Linked DNA regions of Pan troglodytes: region 1 is linked to region 2. A link is a contact called in public Hi-C data. All regions are on one chromosome and are shown on one strand. The core of a region is the stretch at or near the end of the contact, and the rest is flanking DNA. Distances in the headings are between cores, read along the strand shown. Region 1 overlaps JUN (Jun proto-oncogene, AP-1 transcription factor subunit). Region 2 has its middle 150 kb from the start of FGGY.

Evidence for each region. A called contact is a pair of places that touch in the nucleus more often than the background predicts.
Region 1: a Hi-C map of stem cell-derived neural progenitor cells shows a contact between it and region 2, with 4 times the contacts expected there. The contact joins two enhancer-like sites. A contact is called at or near these places in 1 of 7 Hi-C or Micro-C datasets (stem cell-derived neural progenitor cells) and 1 of 1 datasets of contacts at active chromatin or transcription factors (stem cell-derived excitatory neurons).

Annotation. Positions count from the first base shown.
Region 1 is chr1:172,211,378-172,216,379 of NHGRI_mPanTro3-v2.0_pri, reverse strand. It overlaps JUN (Jun proto-oncogene, AP-1 transcription factor subunit), which reads right to left. Exons shown (of 1, transcript XM_063801435.1): 1 at 252-5,002. The coding sequence starts at 1,835. The coding sequence ends at 840. Among named protein-coding and RNA genes, the nearest start is that of JUN, 12 kb to the right of the region's middle. Within about 2 kb of position 3,014, at least 17 of the 24 cell types and tissues checked have an H3K27ac peak or open chromatin away from gene starts, as enhancers often do. A contact at or near this core is called in stem cell-derived neural progenitor cells, where this site is marked.
Region 2 is chr1:171,840,412-171,845,501 of NHGRI_mPanTro3-v2.0_pri, reverse strand. No RefSeq gene overlaps it. Among named protein-coding and RNA genes, the nearest start is that of FGGY, 150 kb to the right of the region's middle. Within about 2 kb of position 1,896, at least 13 of the 24 cell types and tissues checked have an H3K27ac peak or open chromatin away from gene starts, as enhancers often do. A contact at or near this core is called in stem cell-derived neural progenitor cells, where this site is marked.

The sequences.
Region 1 (5,002 bases), core at 1,765-4,264, 370 kb before region 2:
GTGATTTTAATCGACATTCTTAACTCTTTCAACTCCACCTAGATAGCTAGTATCTACAGATGATGCAGAAAAGAGGTTAGGGGAGTACTTTCCAATAGTTTATTGTATTTTCTTAAATATCCTTTCTGGAATTTTCAGAAACAAAACATAAAAAAATTATATACTTTATTACAAATGGTAAACTCAGAGTGCTCCAAATCTCTTATTTACAAACAACACTGGGCAGGATACCCAAACAAACAAACAAGAAATAACTTACAAAGGCATGAAGCTGTTTATTGACAGTAATCAGCTTTCATCAAATTAAAAAATATATATATGTACATACACAGTTAACGAAGGCAGGCCAGAAAGAGTTCATCTGTAGGCTCAGCCTCGCTCTCACAAACCTCCCTCCTGCCGCCCCTCCCCAACCCTCCCCCCGCTTTGTGTTCTTAAGGAGTACTACAGAAGCAATCTACAGTCTCTATTGCAGTTTGTAACCCCCTCCCCCTCCCCCCTTTAATACTGAATGAGATCGAATGTTAGGTCCATGCAGTTCTTGGTCAATGTTAACGAAAAGTCCAACGTTCCGTTCGCGCGGGGACAGCCCGTCCGCAAAGCGGGGCAGCCCGCAGGCGGCCGCTCCCTGGCTCCACGCCAAGGGAGGGCGCGCCAAGTCCTTCCCACTCGTGCACACTGGGGGCGCCGTCAGGACGCAACCCAGTCCAACTTGGATACCCTTGGCTTTAGTTCTCGGACACTTCTTTTTTCTCTCCGTCGCAACTTGTCAAGTTCTCAAGTCTGTCTCTCTGTGTTATTTTTTTCTCCGTTGCCCCTCAGCCCCCGACGGTCTCTCTTCAAAATGTTTGCAACTGCTGCGTTAGCATGAGTTGGCACCCACTGTTAACGTGGTTCATGACTTTCTGTTTAAGCTGTGCCACCTGTTCCCTGAGCATGTTGGCCGTGGACGCCAGCTCCGAGTTCTGAGCTTTCAAGGTTTTCACTTTTTCCTCCAGCCGGGCGATTCTCTCCAGCTTCCTTTTTCGGCACTTGGAGGCAGCGATGCGGTTCCTCATGCGCTTCCTCTCCGCCTTGATCCGCTCCTGGGACTCCATGTCGATGGGGGACAGGGGCGGTGTCTCGCCAGGCATCTCGGGCACTGTCTGAGGCTCCTCCTTCAGGGCCTGCAGCCGCGGGTGCTGCACGGGCATCTGCTGGGGCAGGTGGTGCGGCGGCTGCTGCTGCTGCTGGGGTTGCGCGGGAAAGGCCAGGCCAGCCGCGCCGTAGGAGGGCGCCCCGCCGCCGCTGCTCAGCGCGCCTGGGTTGAAGTTGCTGAGGTTGGCGTAGACCGGCGGCTCGCTGTGCAGGCTGGCGCTGAAGCCGCCGCTGCCGCTGCCCCCTGCCACCGAGGCTACCGCGGGAGCCACCATGCCTGCCCCGTTGACCGGCTGCGCCGCCGACGTGACGCTGGGCAGCGTGTTCTGGCTGTGCAGTTCGGCCAGGGCGCGCACGAAGCCCTCGGCGAAGCCCTCCTGCTCATCTGTCACGTTCTTGGGGCACAGGAACTGGGTGGGGGTCGGCGTGGTGGTGATGTGCCCGTTGCTGGACTGGATTATCAGGCGCTCCAGCTCGGGCGACGCCAGCTTGAGCAGCCCCACGTCGGGCGAGGTGAGGAGGTCCGAGTTCTTGGCGCGGAGGTGCGGCTTCAGGCTCCCCACTGGGTCGGCCAGGTTCAGGGTCATGCTCTGTTTCAGGATCTTGGGGTTACTGTAGCCATAAGGTCCGCTCTCGGACGGGAGGAACGAGGCGTTGAGGGCATCGTCATAGAAGGTCGTTTCCATCTTTGCAGTCATAGAACAGTCCGTCACTTCACGTGAGGTTAGTTTGGGCTGCGCGCACAAGTTTCGGGGCCGCAACAGGGCTCTGGCAAGCGGGGGACACCCGCACCCCCCGGAGCCTTTGACAGGGAAAGTTTCTCTAAGAGCGCACGCACCCGCTGGCTGTCGTCCCCGCTGCGCCCTCCTCACCAGCTCGCTCCAGGGAGCGCAGGGTTAATTAAGATGCCTCCCGCACTCTTACTTGTCGACTCGCGCGCGCTACCCGGCTTTGAAAAGTCGCGGTCACTCACTGAGCGCTCTTCGGGCGCAGCGGTTCCTCGGAGTCCGCAGGAGAACTCACTTCCCAGAGCAGCGGCTCTCCCCGCGGCGCGGATCAGTGCGGACCCTGCAGTGGCCGGCCGGCGGAGGGTCTCGGCCGCCCGGACTCCGACGACTTGTCCCCTCCTCCGCTGCTAGGGGGAGGGGGCGCCCGGCAGCCGCGGCTCGCGCTCGCCCAAGTTCAGCAACCGGTGCTAGCGAAGCTGAGCGCACGTCCTTCTTCTCTCGCGTGGCTCTCCACCGCCTTCTGGTCTTTACCGCCGCGGAGAAGCCTAAGACGCAGGAAAGGCTTGCAAAAGTTCGCTCCGGGACTCTGTGCCACTTGTCTCCGGTCCTCCCAGCCGGGAAAGTTCTTTGCTGCTGCAGCCGCTCGCCGACTTCCCCCGGCGGGCGCGTGGGTACCGCTGCTTTCCGCCGCTGTCAACAGCGCCTGGGCAGCAGGGCTCTCCTCCCGGGGGCGGCTGGAGACCAGGCTCTCTGGGCACTCCCGAAACACCAGCCCGGGAGCCACAGGCGCTAGCTCTGGGCAGTTAGAGAGAAGGTGAAAAGAAAATAAGATTTGCAGTTCGGACTATACTGCCGACCTGGCTGGCTGGCTGTGTCTGTCTGTCTGCCTGAGTCCGCGCACCTCCACTCCCGCCTCGCTGCTTCAGCCACACTCAGTGCAACTCTGAGCCCTTATCCAGCCCGAGCTCAACACTTATCTGCTACCAGTCAACCCCTAAAAATAGCCCATGATGTCACCCCAAGGCCTTCCCATTGGCTCGCGTCGCTCTCAGGGGGGCGGGCCCGCCCGTCACCATGGAGACTCCACCCTAGAAGATTCTTCTCTGGGCCCGCGGAGGCTCACGGGATGAGGTAATGCTCCGCTGCCCTCCTACAGTCGGGCCCTTCTTTCTCCTACCCTCCCCCCTGCTGCACGCCTCTCGGCCCTCTCTTCCCCGGTCCCCTCCCCGGGCCGTTTTTCCCGGCCCGCCCGGTGCATTGTGGGCTGACGTCTTGGGGTTTGACTGTCTAGTGACGGTGGCTGCCGCGAGCGGGCGGACGCTCGCAACCTCTGACGGAGGGGGGCTCAAGTTCACGGCTGCGTACGGGGATGCGGGGGATGCAGGGACCCGGGAGGCCAGGGAACCTGGCCAGTTGTTTTGGGCCAGGGGTGCGGGCGAGGGGTGGTTGTTGTTTCCCCACTTGTGGGGCCCGAAGTCATCCACCGGCGGCCGCCACCGCGCGGGGCTGGAGGCTGAGAATCCAAGTACGCTGCCACCCCCCCCGCACTTCCGGGGGGGCGGGAGTACCGCCCTTAAGGTGGCTCTGTGAAGTCCCAGGTGGAGGCGAGCCTAAGGAGACTTAAGTTTAGGGGCGGTCTCCCGAGAGTCGGCCCCCCACGTTGAGAACGCTCCGAAGTTTGCATCTCGGTCAAGTTCAGGAGCGACGGTCCGCGGGGTCGTCTGGCTGCTCGTAGAAGCCTAGAGATTTGTATTGCCCGAAACTGGACGCTCAGCTGAGTCTCCGTTGCACCCCACTTCATCCAACGGGACCGTGGGGGAAAGGGCGCGGGGGTTCACAGCTTTGCCTCGGAGGGGCAGTTTTTATAGTGGGCGCAATTGGTGGGTAACAGGGTCCAGATGGGAACAAGCGTGTAGGCGATCCGAAACTCGGGGAACCCCGGTGTTAGTCTACTCCCCCTCCCGCCCCCGGACAACACGCACACGCTTAACACAACACGCACAACATAACGCGCGCGCGCGCGCACACACACACTCCATCCGCGCCGAGTTGCTTCCGGGAAAACAAGCCCAGAAGGCGGCGGACACTCGCATAAAGTCACGCAGTAGTACTCGGAGCCCGGGGTAGAACCTGGACTTCAAATTTCTGCACTCCCGGCCGGGTGGTGGGCGCATATCCTGGGTAGCCTCTAGGAAGCGCTAGACACATGTAAGTGGTTCCTTTTCCGCGGTTATTTTATTCTCCCCCCGCCCCCTACCCCTTAGGGACGAAAGTGTGTGGTGGAAAGAATCCCGAAGTCGGGAATCCTGGTTCTTTCGTGGCCAGGCTACCACAATGTGGAGCAAGCAAATCACGGAACTCCTCCGAGCTTCATTTCCCTCATCTGCAGGTGGGGCCGGTGCCGTCCACCTCACTGGGCTGCCAGGAGTTAGTGTGACAGGGTCGCCTGCAGCACTAGGGAGGTGGTGGCCAAACAGCCCGCTTCCCTCCCCTGCCTCGCAGTTTCCATCCTCGCAGAGCCTGGATAGGATGCCAGGATATAAGAGTGCGATTTGGCAGGACCAGGTGTACTTTCCTGTGAGAAGCATCGAGGGGAGGAGGGGAGGGGGAACCGGGTTAGAAGTCAGCTCTTTCCCAAGCCTCTGTCTAGAACTGGGGCTTGAAGTTGGACCTGCAGCAGGTTTAAGTTCCTAGGTTCTAAATTCAGACTTCGCTGCTTCTGAACTTGGAATTCAGCCTTGGGTTCATTGCCCCCAGCCCTAAGGTATTTGCGGCTTTGAGTGTTCAGAAACCAACAGCAGCTGGTATCAGTGGGAAACCTGCCAACTTTTCTTCACTCCGGGCACTCACCTAGCTTTCACTGATCTGCAGAGGGTAACTGAAAGCCTACTGTGAGCCAGGCACTGAGCTGGGGAGGGGGTGGGGTAGGTATACAGTGATGACAAGATCCAGTTGCTTCCTCAAGGAGAGAACATTCTCCTCTGTCTGTTGCCCTGAATCATTTTCTGTTGTATTCAGGGAGTTGGTGTTCTAAATAGTTTTTAATAACAGTAATAAAAATCAGTTTCATGTATTAAACACTTATCTGCCAGGCATTCTCCTAAGCAATTTAAATACGCTGTTTTCTCCCCACAACT
Region 2 (5,090 bases), core at 647-3,146:
ATGGTTGTAATAAACTGATCAGTTGTGTAACTATTACTTCACATTTTTCTCTCCCTGTTATGCTCAATGGTCCACAAGGAGAAAGGACCCTGCCTGCCTGTCTTTTTCGTTGCTCTTTTTTTGGGACCTGGGTCTGGCACAAACAGATGAATATTCAATATAAATGTATTGAATGAATGAATGAATATAAGGAAGTATGCTTGGGGTTAAGCTTAAGCATTCTAATTCTAATGTTGCAATGGATTAAAATCATAATCCTGGATGACAATGGTATCAGATTCCATGTTTATAGAGGTTCAGACTAGATCCTAAAGAGAAATGAAATCTGGTCTCAAAAAGTGAAAGAAAAAAAAAAAAGACAAAAACAGGATGGTGTGGCAGAAAGGGCCCAGACTTTGAATTCAGATACACCTGGGTCTGAAGGCCTGCCACCTCACCTACTATTTGTATGGCTTTGGAGATGTTACTTAACTTCTCCAAGTCTCAGTTTTCCCATCTGTAAAATGGGATCTGATCATCTCGTTGCGTTATGTACCTACATGTACAGTAAGTTTGTAAGTGGCAACAACACAGGCCCTAATCTCGGCTCAGGCACACTCAGTGAGGCTACTTAAGCTTTCTGTACCTACTGTGTGTGTGTGTGTGTGTGTGTGTGTGTGTGTATTCTTTTAGTAGTTAATGAGATATGATACTTTACATGTAATATTTTCTTTAATTTTCATTCAACAGCATGTGATCTTTCTTTTTTTTCACTCCACCTTTCCCCCATCAAATGAGGAAGGAAAGCTCAAGCAGTTTACTATTTTGGGGAAATTGTGCCATCGTGCCTAGTACATAGTGTGTATCAGACTTAAGAAAAGGACAAGAATGAAACTATTAAAAAAATTTCTCCAACTGGCAATTAAAAGACAATGGGAAAACTGCTTCTATGTTTAAGAAAAAATAATTTAACTCTTAATTTTATTGCCACTTATCTACTTTTGACCATATATTGAGGACTCCCCCCACCTTCCACCACCAGTGGAACTGGGGAATAAAACAACAAAGATTGAAGATGTGATGGAGAAAAGAGTGGAAACAACTCAAGACAGTGATGAAGGGGAATCTCATGAAATCATCTGTGTTGCAAATCTAGAGAGGTATGATGTACCGCAGTGGAGTAACTGGATGGATGGAATTCACCTAAAAGGAGATATTCAGGGAAAAACAAAACAAACAAAAAACAAAAATAAAAACAAAAAATGCTCAAACTATTACACTAGGTTATATATATACATATATATTTTTTTCTTTTTCTCTTCCTATTTTCCTTTTCCATTTTACGTGTTTCAAATTTACAAATAAAAATTGTAGATATTAAAAAAAAAAGAAAGAAAGAAAAGGCCCTTGGGGAAAACTGTAAAACTTGCCACTTTAGTCTCCACACCCTTTCAGCCTTCTTCAGCCTTCTTCCAGAAAGCCCTCTCTTGTGCCATGTTGGTTCCTGGAATTTTCTTCTCTCTCTAGTTCTCATAGATGAAGTAGTTCCCAACCACACTCTATGAATTTTGCTGCTTGTTGAAGAGGAATGCCAGACACCTAAAAAGGGTTGGCACTTGCAGCTCAGCAATCTCAAAGCTCTCTATAAGAGTTAAAAGCACTCTGCTACAGGGCTTTTTCCATTACATCCTTAATGTCCTTTAATGCATTTTTCCCACTAGACCCCTGAATGTTATGGGCAGATATAGCCCATGTCTATCTCTGGATCTGAGCCGTTAGCAATCAGCTGCACACACAGTAGGTGTGGCTAAACCTGTGCTAAATGCATATGTGAATGCATGATGCATAAGTGACTGTGATTGCTTCCCCACCAAAATGCACAGAAGACTGACAGATGTGTGCGGTGAGAAGCTAGAATGGGAGGAGGTTAGTTGCTTGTTTAAAAATGAAACTGAACAGGCTGAGAAGCTTACTCACGCATCTGCTTTCCTTCAGTGTCCTCTGGGGAGGAAGGGGAGGGAGAGGGGGAGTTGGGAGCCTAGGAGGGCTGACAAGGTGCCCTCTTCAGCACTGAGTCAGCAACACCCGGCCCTGTGGACACAGGATGATCCTGATTTCAGGGGCTGAGTCACATGAATAACTGGAATAGTTGTTTAGATCATAATGAATTCCCAGAACCTTTCCAAGCCAACCAGCAGGCACAGGCTCTCTCCCTACCCGCAGCACTTTCCAGCTTTGTGACTTAGCAGAAAGAAAGAGGCCGAGCCTGGATCCTGGGAGGGGACAGGCTGCAAGGGAGTAGGGCACAGGAATCCTCACCGCTTCCATTGCCAAGCACTGCAGGTTGTTTCTGGACCTTTTTGTGTTTCAAGGAAGATGCTGAAAGAGACTGGTATTGCAGGCATGAATCCTGCACAGAGTGCACAGCTGTTGTGTTGCCGGGCAAATGTATGGGCCAGGGCCCTGGCACCTTACAGTGAGTGGTTAGGGTGTCAGTGATACTAAATGCCCTGGGAGTCCAGTAAAATATCCTCTGTGAAATGTCATTAGAGGTCTGTGTACCTTGGATGAAACAAGATATCTAAACTCTAGCCCTAGAAGAAACTGTATATGAGAGGGGGACGGCTAGCCTCCAAGGGATTTGGGAATGATGCAGGATTCTACAGGTTGCATCTTCTAAGCTGCAAGTCAAGAGCTCAGCATCTCCCAGAAATGCCTGTTCTGAGCTCCATGGAAGTCCTACGTGAGTGCCTTGTCCAAAATATTGGCTCAGTTCAAAATTTATGTCTCAGTGTTTCCTTCCTGAGAGTATCCAAAGAAGATCTCAGCCTTCTATGATTTTGCTCTCCCCTCCTTGATATCACATCCACTATGAATGTCTCACCTAGGCCAGTGAACAGACCCTATTGCCACATTATTCATGTTTATGTTTGCTCTAGGGCAGTGGTTATCAAGCTTGAGCACACATCAGAATCATCTGGAAGACTTATTAACACAGATTTCTGGGTCCCACTCCCAGAGTTTCTGATTTAGTAGGTCTGGGATAGGCCCTACATTCCCAATAATACCCAGGAGATGCTGATTCCGCTGGCTCCAGGATCACACTTTGAGAACCCCTGCTCTAAAGCAATGTTCACAAGTGTATTTTTAGATCAAAGACCCATTGGAGAATCTGTTGAAAAGCTTTTCTACCACTTCCCAGTAAACAATACACAAATGCTAAAAAATCATTAAAATTTCTTTACAATTTCAGGGTTCACTAGATTTGCAGAAATTCATCCATGAACTTCTGGGTTAAAAATGAAAACTTCTGATTCTGGCCCAAACCAGAATTAATAAGTGGGATGAAGATTCATAAGGTACAGGAAAGCAGATTTTAACACTAATCAGAGGAACTGATTGAGCAAAGTAAGCATTTGTTTTGTAAAACTAGACTACCTGGTTTCAAATCCTGGTTCTGCCATTTGCCAGCTGTGAGCTGTGCTGCAGTTTTTGCATATGTAGACTTGGAATGACAATAGAACCTACTTAGTTCGTACATGCAAAGTGCATAGAATAGAGTCTGGTGCATAGTATAAAAGCAATAATTGTTCCCAATTTCTTTAGCTTGATTGACTCCTATTGAGTCAACTTCCTGATATATTCCAGGACTTCTCTACACCATCCCAGCATCCATAGATCTAGTTTAGGTACTATGTCTAGTCTACTATATGGCAATATCCTCCCAAGTGTTCCCTTTATTCTGTTTTCTCCCCTTCTCAATGCGTCCTCCAGACAGGATCCAGAATGACCCTTCTAAAACTCATCTGCTATAGTTTGGATGTCTGTCCCCAGAAACCTGTTAAAATATGATCCTCAATGTTGGAGGTCAATGTTGAAGGTGGGCCTAATGGGAGGTGTTTGGGTCAGGGAGGTGGATAGCTCATGAATAAATTAATGCTCTCCAGCATGGAGAGAGGTGAATGAGTTTTGCTCTGTTACTACTGCTCTGAACTGGTTGTTTAAAAGAGTTTGATCACTCCCCTCTGGCTTCCACTCTTGCAATTTGATCTCTGCACATGTAGGCTCCTTCTTGCCTTTCACCATGAATAGAAGCAGCCTGAGGCTTTCACCAGGTGTCCAGTCTTCCAGCCAGCAGAATCATAAACCAAATAAACCTTTTATTTATTTATTTATTTATTTATTTATTTGAGACAGAGTCTTGCTCTGTCACCCAGGCTAGAGTGCAGTGGCATGATCTCGGCTCACTGCAAGCTCCACCTCCTGGGTTCACACCATTCTCCTGCCTCAGCCTCCGAGTAGCTGGGACTACAGGCGCCTGCCACCACACCTGGCTAATTTTTTGTATTTTTAGTAGAGACGGGGTTTCATTTCACTGTGTTAGCCAGGATGGTCTCGATCTCCTGACCTCATGATCCACCTGCCTCGGCCTCCCAAAGTGCTTTTGTTTGTTTTTTAAGAAATTTCCCAGTCTCAGGTACTTCTTTATAGCAATACAAATGGACTAAAACACCATCTCATTTTGTTGTCCTTCTGCATGAATCCTTCCAAAGGTCCCCCATCACTTAGGAGAAAGTCTGGGCTCTTGAGCATGTTATATGAGGCCTGCCTTGACCTGGGCCCTGCCCCCACTCAAATAGCATTGTTCACTCTGCTCCTTTTTCTCCCTTCTGTTTCTTGTCTGGAAGTGCAGGATGGTTCTACGTGCACTATGCTTGCCTTGTCTAACACATAAGTTTACTCTGCCCTAAATGTCCTTTAGCCCTCTTTAAGGCAGACTTCTACAGGATATTCTTCAAGGCCCAATCTGAGTGTTTTCTCTGCACTTTGTTTGAATCTCCAGATAGAACTGGTCTCTTCCTTCTTTGTGACCTACCGTGCCTTACATAGTGTGCATAAGTTTGTGACAGACACTGTTAGATATTCCCCCAATATCCACTCTCATCTTCTATACTATGAGTCCATTTTCCAGACTTCCTTGCAGATAAGGTTCTGGATGCAAATTAAGTTCCACCAACAGTTACACACATACAGGATATGAAGCAAAGCAAAGTTTCTTGCTGCTTCAGATATTTTCTATTGGTGAACAGAGTTGTGGAGACATGAATTTT